2 separate regions of the Mus musculus genome follow, and region 1 is linked to region 2. Evidence: chromatin contacts called from public promoter capture Hi-C data. All regions are on one chromosome and are shown on one strand. Each heading gives the region's core, a stretch centred on a gene start, on an enhancer-like site or on the middle of the called end of the contact. The rest is flanking DNA. Distances are from core to core; before and after follow the strand shown.

What was found. Capture Hi-C pulls out chosen DNA fragments and counts their contacts.
Region 1: a contact with region 2 is called in a promoter capture Hi-C map of adipose tissue. The contact joins two enhancer-like sites. A contact is called at or near these places in 5 of 484 Hi-C or Micro-C datasets (the AML12 cell line, embryonic stem cells, myeloid progenitors and 1 more), 3 of 115 datasets of contacts at active chromatin or transcription factors (effector CD8 T cells, embryonic stem cells and memory CD8 T cells) and 2 of 9 other capture datasets (adipose tissue and liver).

The regions. Positions count from the first base shown.
Region 1 is chr6:55,051,115-55,055,967 of GRCm38.p6, forward strand. Gars (glycyl-tRNA synthetase) reads left to right here. Exons shown (of 17, transcript NM_180678.3): 5 at 1,062-1,150; 6 at 2,015-2,091; 7 at 4,636-4,781. Among named protein-coding and RNA genes, the nearest start is that of Gars, 16 kb to the left of the region's middle. Within about 2 kb of position 3,072, at least 11 of the 459 cell types and tissues checked have an H3K27ac peak or open chromatin away from gene starts, as enhancers often do. A contact at or near this core is called in adipose tissue, where this site is marked.
Region 2 is chr6:54,932,029-54,936,512 of GRCm38.p6, forward strand. Nod1 (nucleotide-binding oligomerization domain containing 1) reads right to left here. Exons shown (of 12, transcript NM_172729.3): 8 at 2,367-2,450; 9 at 1,532-1,615. Among named protein-coding and RNA genes, the nearest start is that of Nod1, 38 kb to the right of the region's middle. Within about 2 kb of position 2,448, at least 54 of the 459 cell types and tissues checked have an H3K27ac peak or open chromatin away from gene starts, as enhancers often do. A contact at or near this core is called in adipose tissue, where this site is marked.

The DNA of each region.
Region 1 (4,853 bases), core at 1,822-4,321, 120 kb after region 2:
TTAGTAATCCGAGGTGTCCCCGTTGATGAGTCTGTAAGATCTGGATAAATTCGTTGAGCTAATTGTCTCACTTACAGTAACTAAATACTAAAGTCACTGTAGGTGAGGATCTGCTGAGCTGTGAGTCTTAGCTCATCAGATCCCTGATGGCTTTGGCCTTCGCTAAGCTTGAATTATCCTGAAATGTCATATAGCCTTAAGACAGTTTGTAAATGTGTATAATCTAGCTAATCTCTTTTTTCCTGGGCAAGAAATACTTGAGAGGGTAGAAGAAAGTTTTCTCAGGGCATGTGTCTCTGTCTGCCATATATTGTTACTTTAGATGTAGTTTCCATCTTGATATGCATGAATCTAAACTCTAGATAAACATACTTGTAAGCATAGATTTTTTGTACGTACTTTTAATAAGGGTTCACCCTCTCCTCTACCCTACCACCCAGCAGAGGTAGTGGAAGAGAAAAGTCTTTAGGATGTGGGGGAAGTGGACCTGTTCAGCAGTAGTTGTTTAGGGTGAGCTTGCTCTTCTTTCTCAGCAGTTCAGTCGCATAGCAGACACCAAATATGGCTCAGCAGCTGCAGACCAGTCCTCTAGGCAGGCAGACAACAGGCTCTAACCAACAGCTTTGGTCCAGTCCTTTGAGCAAGCAGACACCAGGCAGCTGTAGCTCAATCCTGGAGAAACCACCAGGCTCCCCAGCTGGCCTGAGATGAGGCTGCAGAAGCTAAAAGCTGCTGTGGGGGTCTCAGGAGCAGTTCTTGGGCAAGTTTCTCTCAATGGCAGAGTTAGCACAAGTTGAGCTCGACAACACAACTTAAGGTGAACCAATACATGCCTGTGGTGAGCAGAGACTAGAAAGGTGGAGCAAACCGAGGCTCAGCACTCATCCCCCACTGTCTGTGGGGTCATATTTATCAAGTGTCCTCTCACATGTCTGCTTCAGGAGAACAGTCTTTCACGTGCTTGCTCTAGCAAGACATCCTTTCACTTGTGTGTCCCAGCAGAACATCATTTGAAGTAACTAGAAGTGTGTGTTCACTTGTTGGTTTGCTTGTTCACTTAGGACCTCTGGCCACGTAGACAAATTTGCTGACTTCATGGTGAAGGACGTGAAGAACGGAGAGTGCTTCCGAGCAGACCACCTGTTGAAAGGTATGCGTCTGCATCTTTCTTGTACTTCATCAAAACAAGGTTGGACTTATTTCTCAAGTTTTTCTGTTTTTTAAAAATTGGCTTGTTTTAACATATTCAGACTAAACATACGTTTCAAGCTTATGTTACAGAGTCACCTACAGATTAGTTATATTCAGGTAGTAATTTTTCTAATCAGCAAGTGATCAAGACATTATTATGGGCCGGGACTGTAGTTCAGTGGTAGACTGCTTAGCATGTTTAGAGTCCTGGATTCCATCATCAGCACGAGGTTTTCTACCTAGGTAACATCAAGACCTCCCTGCGAAAGTGTCAGTGAACAAGTAGAAGATAAGAACATTAGCTTCGGGTCCTGGAGAGATGGCTCAGCGGGTAAGAGCACTGGCTGCTCTTTCAAAGGTCCTGAATTCAATTCTCGGCAACTACAGGGTGGCTCATGACCATCTGTAATGGGATCTGATGCCCTCTTCTGGTGTCTGAAGAGAGCAGTAGTGTACTCATATACACATAAAATAAATAAATAATATATTCATATATAATATATAAATTTTATTTATATAATATATATTTAAAGATTTATTTAATATTATAATTAAGTACACTGTAGCTGTCTTCAGATTCCCCTTAAGAGGGCGTCAGATCTCATTATGGGTGGCTGTGAGCTACCATGTGGTTGCTGGGAATTGAACTCAGGACCTTCAGTAGAGCAGTCAGTGCTCTTACCTGCTGAGCCATCTCTCCAGCCTCTCCCCACCCCTATCCCAAATATATAGTTTGTATTTGTCTTCATTGCCCAGCATTGGCGCTCAGAATGTGCCCTCCTTCCTTGCTGGAAACTGTCGCTTACCAGCACTGTTGTTCTAGCTCATTTACAGAAACTGATGTCAGATAAGAAGTGCTCTGCTGAGAAGAAGTCAGAGATGGAAAGTGTCTTGGCCCAGGTGAGCAGTCGGGAGACACATCAGAACAACCCACGCCTGTCTGGAGTTCTGCCTGAGCAAAATGCATTTACAGTTTTTCTTACACTGTGTCAGTCATGGAGCATACCTCACGTTTTCTTCTGTGGCTAACGACAAACAGTTGTGGTCCTACTTTTCTTCCTGTGTCTTTTCATCGAAGTCTCTGTCTAGCCCAAAGTAGTCTAGACCTCATGACTAGCACAAGCTGGCCACCAGCTTGATGTGATCCCCCTGCCTCAGCCTCTCAGTTGTTGGGATTACAAGCATAGCATTCATGCCTAGCTCTAAAGCCCATTGGTCTGTCTAAAACTGGGTAGAGAACTCTCACATTTGCTGGCTTGTTTTGGTTTTGTCAAGTTTACTTATTTACCTTGTGAGAGAAGGAGTGGCCCCTGCTGTGGTCTAGGGTGGAGGCCAGACAACAGCTATAGGGAGTCAGGTTGGCACTCTCCTTCCTCTGCATAGATCCCTGGGTTTGAACTCAGGCCGTCAGGCTTGGTGCTGAATACCCTTTCCCACTGAACTGTCCCACCTACCCACTTTGGGTTATTTTGTTTTGTTTGTTTGTTTTTAAATCTTTTTGAATTGGCATTCCTCATCAGCCTTCGCCACCATGCTGATTTTTAACATTTTGCTTTTCTTTCATGGAAATTGCTAGACTCTTTGCTACCCTTAGCCTATTTTTCTTTTAAGCATGTACATTCTTCTCTGATAATTAGTTTTGCCTTCCAACATCAGATGTAAAATTTTCTTCTTTATTTAAACACTTTGTTAGTCTGCTTGCTTACCCATCTAGCAGTGTCAGTCCCTGTGATGTTTAGTTTGTCACTTGCCTGAAGCTTGTCACACTAATGCTGTTAAGTTTAGAAAGTTGTTATTATTATTTTTTTTAATTATACTTCTACTACAGTTGCAGCTCTTTCCAGCGCTGGGAGTGGACCTGTGGCCTGTGGCCTCAGTCTCATGGGTTCCTTCTATTTCCTTCCTTTTCCAAGGCTTCATGTTTATTAAAGGGAAGTGAGAGATGCCACTAATTGTCGTTGATTTATTTTATTTTTTGTTTTTGGAGACAGGGTTTCACTACATAGCTCTGGCTGTCCTGGCTCACTATGTAGACCAGGCTGTCCTGCCTCTGCCTACTGGGATTAAAGCTGTGCACCACTATGCCTGCCTTTCCCCCTCTGATTTCTTGTTTTCCGTTCAGCATTACTAACTCCAAGGCATATAGTCATATATATGCCTTGGAGTGTGTCTTTGATCTTACCTGTTGCTTTCATTTCCAAGTAAAGTAAACTTTGAGACCTGAGGACCTGTGATTGCAGTTTGAACACTAGACTTTCGTATTCAGGACAGTGATTTTTGTTGCAGTTGTTATATATAAAACCTCAGTGAAGAGTGAGGATGGCAGCTGACACAGTTCTCAGAAATGACCTCTAGCCTCATGGCTCAAAGCCCAGCTGGTATGGAGCCATGTCATGGCAAAGCCATACTAGTTCATGCCGTGATTCCAGTGCCACTGTGGGACTGTGGGAGCGTCTCTGAAGCGCAGATTCACTCATCCATAGGAAGAGTTCTTTCTTTCCTTGTGTGGACTCAGCCACTGATGCTTGCTTCCTTGTTTCCCTGTCTGTCTGTGTGGTCTCAACTGGGACTGCTTACTTCCCTTGCTTCCCCTCACCCCCAAGCTTTGTTGACCTTTGTCTGCATTTACAGATTCGTAAAGTCAGCTTTAAAACTTTTTATTGTAAAAAATAAAATAAATGTTAGAGAAAAAAATCTTGTCACTATTCACATGGCCCTGCTTGTTCATCTCTGACTGTGTCATCACTAGAGCTTAGACACTTGGTACGTGCTCGCTCGTCTTCATGGGGCCGTCACTGTGCAAATGGCCCAGGCCCACTGGATGACAAGCATTCCAAAATGACTTTGTCCTCTGCTGTTTCTTTTGACTGAAGAAAATGGGAAAGTTCCCTTTTCAGCCATAAAGAAAATGGAGACTCCATCTTTGACCCATGCCTCTATCTTGCTTTAAACGATGTGTCGGATCCTTACTATCCATCTAAAAGTGCACGGGCCATCATTTTCATAAAGTCCAAATGGACGCAGTGAGATCCCACCTGTCTGCACGGTTTTGTGCTGTTCTCAGTTCTGATTTAGGAATTAAAGACTGATACTTCTCCTTTAGTGGTAGCTATTGCTGATGGTTGGACTGTCTCGTTTGAGCTGCAGGAGTGTCCACTGAGTCTCTCAGTACACCTTAGCACTCTTCGGTAACTTCCTTGCTCACTGATATGACAGGATACTTTTAGGCTCATTCTGTTTGCTTCATGTCTCAGACCTGGAGTCAGCCGTTTTTCCCCAGGCAGACCTCGTCCTTGTTAGTGGATTTTTCCTGGTCATATGTTGGGCTGGTGACCTGCACTTAGTGTGGTTGGAGCAGTGGTGGGACGAAGCTGTGGATAGTACTTGATCTTGTGCCTTGTTCTGTAACGTTTGCACTCATTATCTTCTCTCTGTGCCCCTTAGCTTGATAACTATGGACAACAAGAACTTGCGGATCTTTTTGTGAACTATAATGTAAAATCTCCCACCACTGGCAATGACCTGTCCCCTCCGGTACCTTTTAACTTAATGTTCCAGACCTTCATTGGGCCTGGAGGAAATATGCCTGGGTACGTATTGTTTTTCATTTATTTGTTTATCTAACACACTTATTAAAATTGCCTGTGACAAAAGGTAAACTT
Region 2 (4,484 bases), core at 1,198-3,697:
CCAGCTCCAAGCAACAGCCAAAACATCAGCAATGTGGAGGCGAGACATCCTGACAAGAATGGATACATCAAATTCGCAGTGCATAGTGAACAGCTGTGTTAGCATATAGCCAATAGTCAAGTGTACTTCTGTTTTGTATACATTCATACATACAGAAAGATTAGAGGAGAAAAATACTATCTGGAAACCATGAAAAATTCTAAGAAGCAGAAATAGAATGTGCACATTTTCCCCTACAAAGCATATGTTATTTAAAAATACTAACTTTTTGGAAGGGAAATAACTTTTAAAAAGTCTACTGACTGACCAGAAGATCCAATGTCAAAACTGTCAAAAAAACAAAACAAAACAAAATCCAAAAAACGATTTCATGTTGTTACTGTTTGAGTAAGGCTTTCACTATGAAAAGCAGGATGGTGTTAAGCATGCAATCCCCCAGCCTCAGCCTTTTGGATACTGGGGCTACAGGTGTTCTCCACTCCACCGGGCAGAACATGGGATTTTCAGTAAGTATGGGTAATGGTTTATACTGATGGACAACTTGCCAGGATCTAGACTCCCCGGGAAGACCAACCTCTGAGCATGATATGGGGAGTTTCTAGATTGGGTTAACTGAGGTAGGCAGCCCCATGCTGGATGCGGATGGCACCCTTCCACGGGCTGGAGCACCACCCTTCCACGGGCTGGAGCACCGTCGTGCTAAGGAGAAAGTGAGCTGAGGATCAGTGCTCACCTCTCTGCTCCCCCGCAACCCCCAGTGTGAACAGCTGTCTCACGCTCCTGCTACCATGCCATCCTTAGCGGCATGGACGAGGCATGGACAGTAGCTTCAAACCGTGAGCCTAGATAAATCCTTTCCTCCTTCCGCTACTTTTCTCAGGTCTTTTGTCCCAGCAAAAGAATAAGTAACTAACACTACGTTAGCAAGGTCTCATGAGTATGGGGAGGCAAGAGTACACAGCAGGGTAATTCAACCTGCTCACAAATAAAGATAGTGGGAAGTGAAGGGTTAAATGGCCTATAAGAGAGATGGGGGGGGTACCCAAAAGCCATATCTGTAACACCCACTTACTAAGTGGGAGGATTCCAGGTTTCTAGAGACAAGCCATCTGGGGCATGGATGCCAAGTCCTGATGTGAGGAATGATAAGAGGCAGCTGCACGGATGAACAGCAGTGCAAGGGGAGGGGAGGAAGGTGGGGAAGGGGAGGGAGGGGAGAAAGGAGGAGGGTGGGAAGGAAGGAGGAGGGAGGGGAGGAAGGAGGAGGGAGGGGAGGAAGGGGAGGTGCCTTTGGGCCAGGCGTGTGAAAGCTGGGCCTGTTTTGAGGGGACTTCTGGCACCTTCAGCTAAGCTGAGAGTAGGTGGCAAAGCCTGCTTCATCCCTGTGGTGGGCCCGGGTTTGTGGAAATAGCTGGGAGAGATTTAATTCACCTTTTAAATAAAGAAGTGCTTTTCAGTTCTGAGTTCATAACCCGTGCAACCTCGGCAATAATGACCAGACCCAACCCTCAAAAATGACTCAAAATGTTACCAGATTACTGTCAGTGTGGTGTTCTGCTTCAGGGCCTGCGCAAGGCTCTTCCCTCCCTCCGGAGAGATGCCATTGAATGCAAGACTAGAAAGGAAGACACAGGGGACGGATTATTACAGGCCTGTCCATGGTTGGCCTTGCCGTCGACACTCAGTCACCTGGGAAGTATCTGTCTGCACACAGCACCAGGCAGGAAGCGGGGTGCTTGGCCCAACAGCAGGAGCCTGAGGGTCTGAAAAGACCTTGTAGAAACAAAGGGAGAACTCCAGGGTTTGCATCTGAGCTGACGGCCAAGGGATCCTGGTGCTCTGAAAGAGGACTGTGCCAGGCTTGTATGTGTGAGGGCATTCACAGGGCTGCTCAGACCATCTGAGAGTTTCAGAAACCCATGGAGTCTTGGACTCCTTTCCATGGTAGAGCCTATAAGACTCTAAGACTCCAAGGCTCTGGGGTCAGGCAAGGACACTAATGGATGGCTGTTCACAGGAAGGGAGGGCCCCCTCTGTCCTAGAGTCATTTGAGAAAGAGGAAGGAACGGGAACCTGCCTGCCAGTGTCCCTTCCGTTTTATCTGGGCTTGAATATTGCTCCTAGCCTCTGCCCCTACAAAGGGTGCCACATGGAGAAACTGAGGGGCTTCAGGTGTCCCGTGTCATCCTGTTGTTCACTGGGCACTTAAGAATAATGCACTTGACCAAAAACTCACACCCACTGAGGAAAACTTCAGCAAGAGAAGCCAAGTGCCAATCAATGTTGCCCTAGTAGAAAAGACAGGCACCCCCTCCCAACAGTTCCTCCCCAGGTCCCTGGAGCCCATATCTCAGAAGGCACGTTACCTGAGAGTGGTCAGGCTGGGGTGGTCCTTCAATGCCTCTGCGAAGGCCTTTGCCCCTTCGTCTCCAATCTGATTACCCCACATCCTGAAAGCAGAGGTAAGAAAAGGACTGTTCCGCGGCCACACCTCCAGCTGATGACAGCTGCCCTCTTGGTTCATTCTCAATAGGCAACTCCCAGAGCAGTTACCTCAGGCCCAGCCTGCAGCTGCCTAAGAAGCCAGCCCTGGGCTACAGTTACAGAGAGCTGTGAAAACAGCAACAGCCTTAAGTCCAGAGAGGCAGATCAGCAGGTTGCGCAGCTCGCAGCTCGAGACCAGCCTCTCTGAACTTTGAGAAGGCTCCAGTGGGAGACACTCAGCCAGCAACTGCCCTAGAAAGAAAATCCCAGGCCACTCTGAAGAGCTGTGCACAGGAGTTAGATGTTCACCCTGGATCAACTGAGGTAGCAAACGGATGGCCACTGGAGATGATTTTGGCCTCCCAGGAAGCCAAGAACTGGAGCTGTGGCTGAAACCTCACCAGCAACCTTACTTGTATGTGGCAAGAATGTTGCCAACCAGGGCCTGAGTTCCACTTCAGTCTCGGTGGATAATTAGAACACTGAAGCTGATCTCCCTGGCCAGGCAGACCTCTCAGAGGGCAAAATAAACAATCTGCCTAGTGAAAGTCTCACATCGAGCTCTGCCTCTGGGAAGAGAAATCTCAGTGGAGAACCCGCCTCCATCAGATGGACCTATAGGAAACTCTGTAAGGCTGGAGAACCCGCCTTCATCAGATGGACCTATAGGAAACTCTGTAGGGTGTGTTCTTGAGGTATGTAAGAAGGCAGGCCGGAGTGAGCCCCAGAAGCTAGCCAGTAAGTAGCAAGCCTCTGTGGTCTCTGCTTCAGGTCCTGCCTCCAGGTTCCTGCTTGAGTTCCTGCCCTGACTTTCCTCAATGATAGGCTGTGACGGGGAAAATGTTAAGCCAAACAAACCCTTCGGTCCTCTAGCTGATTCTGGCCTTAGTGTTTATCACTAAGGCCATTAAAAAAAGTAAACAAAGACAGACACCTATACTGCCTGTGCAACCTCGGGTAAGCATTTAAATGTCTTCAGCCCCAGTTTCTGAAATCCTCCGTCAAACGGGATAACAAGGGCAGCCTTTGCAGAGCATTGAGAGAGGTTGTGTGATACCATAGATGGCAGCCCTTAGAACAGTGCCTGGCCTGGAAGGGCTGGCTGTTTCCATCAGGAAGAGAGGCTCTGTCCCAGGGAACAGGATAAGCTCCCCAGTCTGCCCTCTCGAAACAGCTCCTGCCCTTCATGAAGAGCCAACAGGCTGCTTTCAGGTATGGGCTACAGGTTCCTGTTTTCAGCTGGGGGGGAGGGGGGGGAAGGCATGCACAATACAATTGAGTGGCATAGTTTTTAAGTAAAGTGTCAGAATATTTATGATGTGAAACTAAGTGGGAAAAAATGAAGATAAAATCTGTCCACGTGGTTGACTTCTGTTATGTAAAAATAATAGAAGAGGGAGATGGTAGAGTTTACATGGTTTCAAATACCAATGACAATGAGCTCTTGCTCTCTCTCTCTCTCTCTCTCTCTCTCTCTCTCTCTCAGGCTAGCCTTGAACCTGATATATAGCTGAGGCTGGTACTAATTTGTAACCTTCTTGCCTTCACCCTCCAGAGTCTAAGATTCTGGGCATGTACAACCATATCCAGCGTAAAACCATATAGTTTCTCGAGAAACCCACCTATGTTCTTTTCACAATCTAGGAAAAATTACCACGCCATAGGAGTTTCTTAACCACAAGGAGATACCACTCCTGTCAGCAAGATGGCTACAGTTAAGACAGAAAAATAAAAAATAACAAGTGCCGGCAAAGAGGTGAGTGAAATGGAGCCCACGTGCTCCACTGGCAGGAGTGTAAACTGAGGCACTGCCATGAGAAACATATGAGGGCCTCCAAGAAATCACACAGAGGGGACAGAGCTGGTTCCAACGGTGGAAGGACAAGGGTTTGATTTCCACACCCATATGACAGTTTATGGTCATCTAGAACTGAAGTTCCAGGGTCTCAGGTGTTCTCTTTGGTCTCCGTGGCACCAGGCGGTACACAAACATACATGCA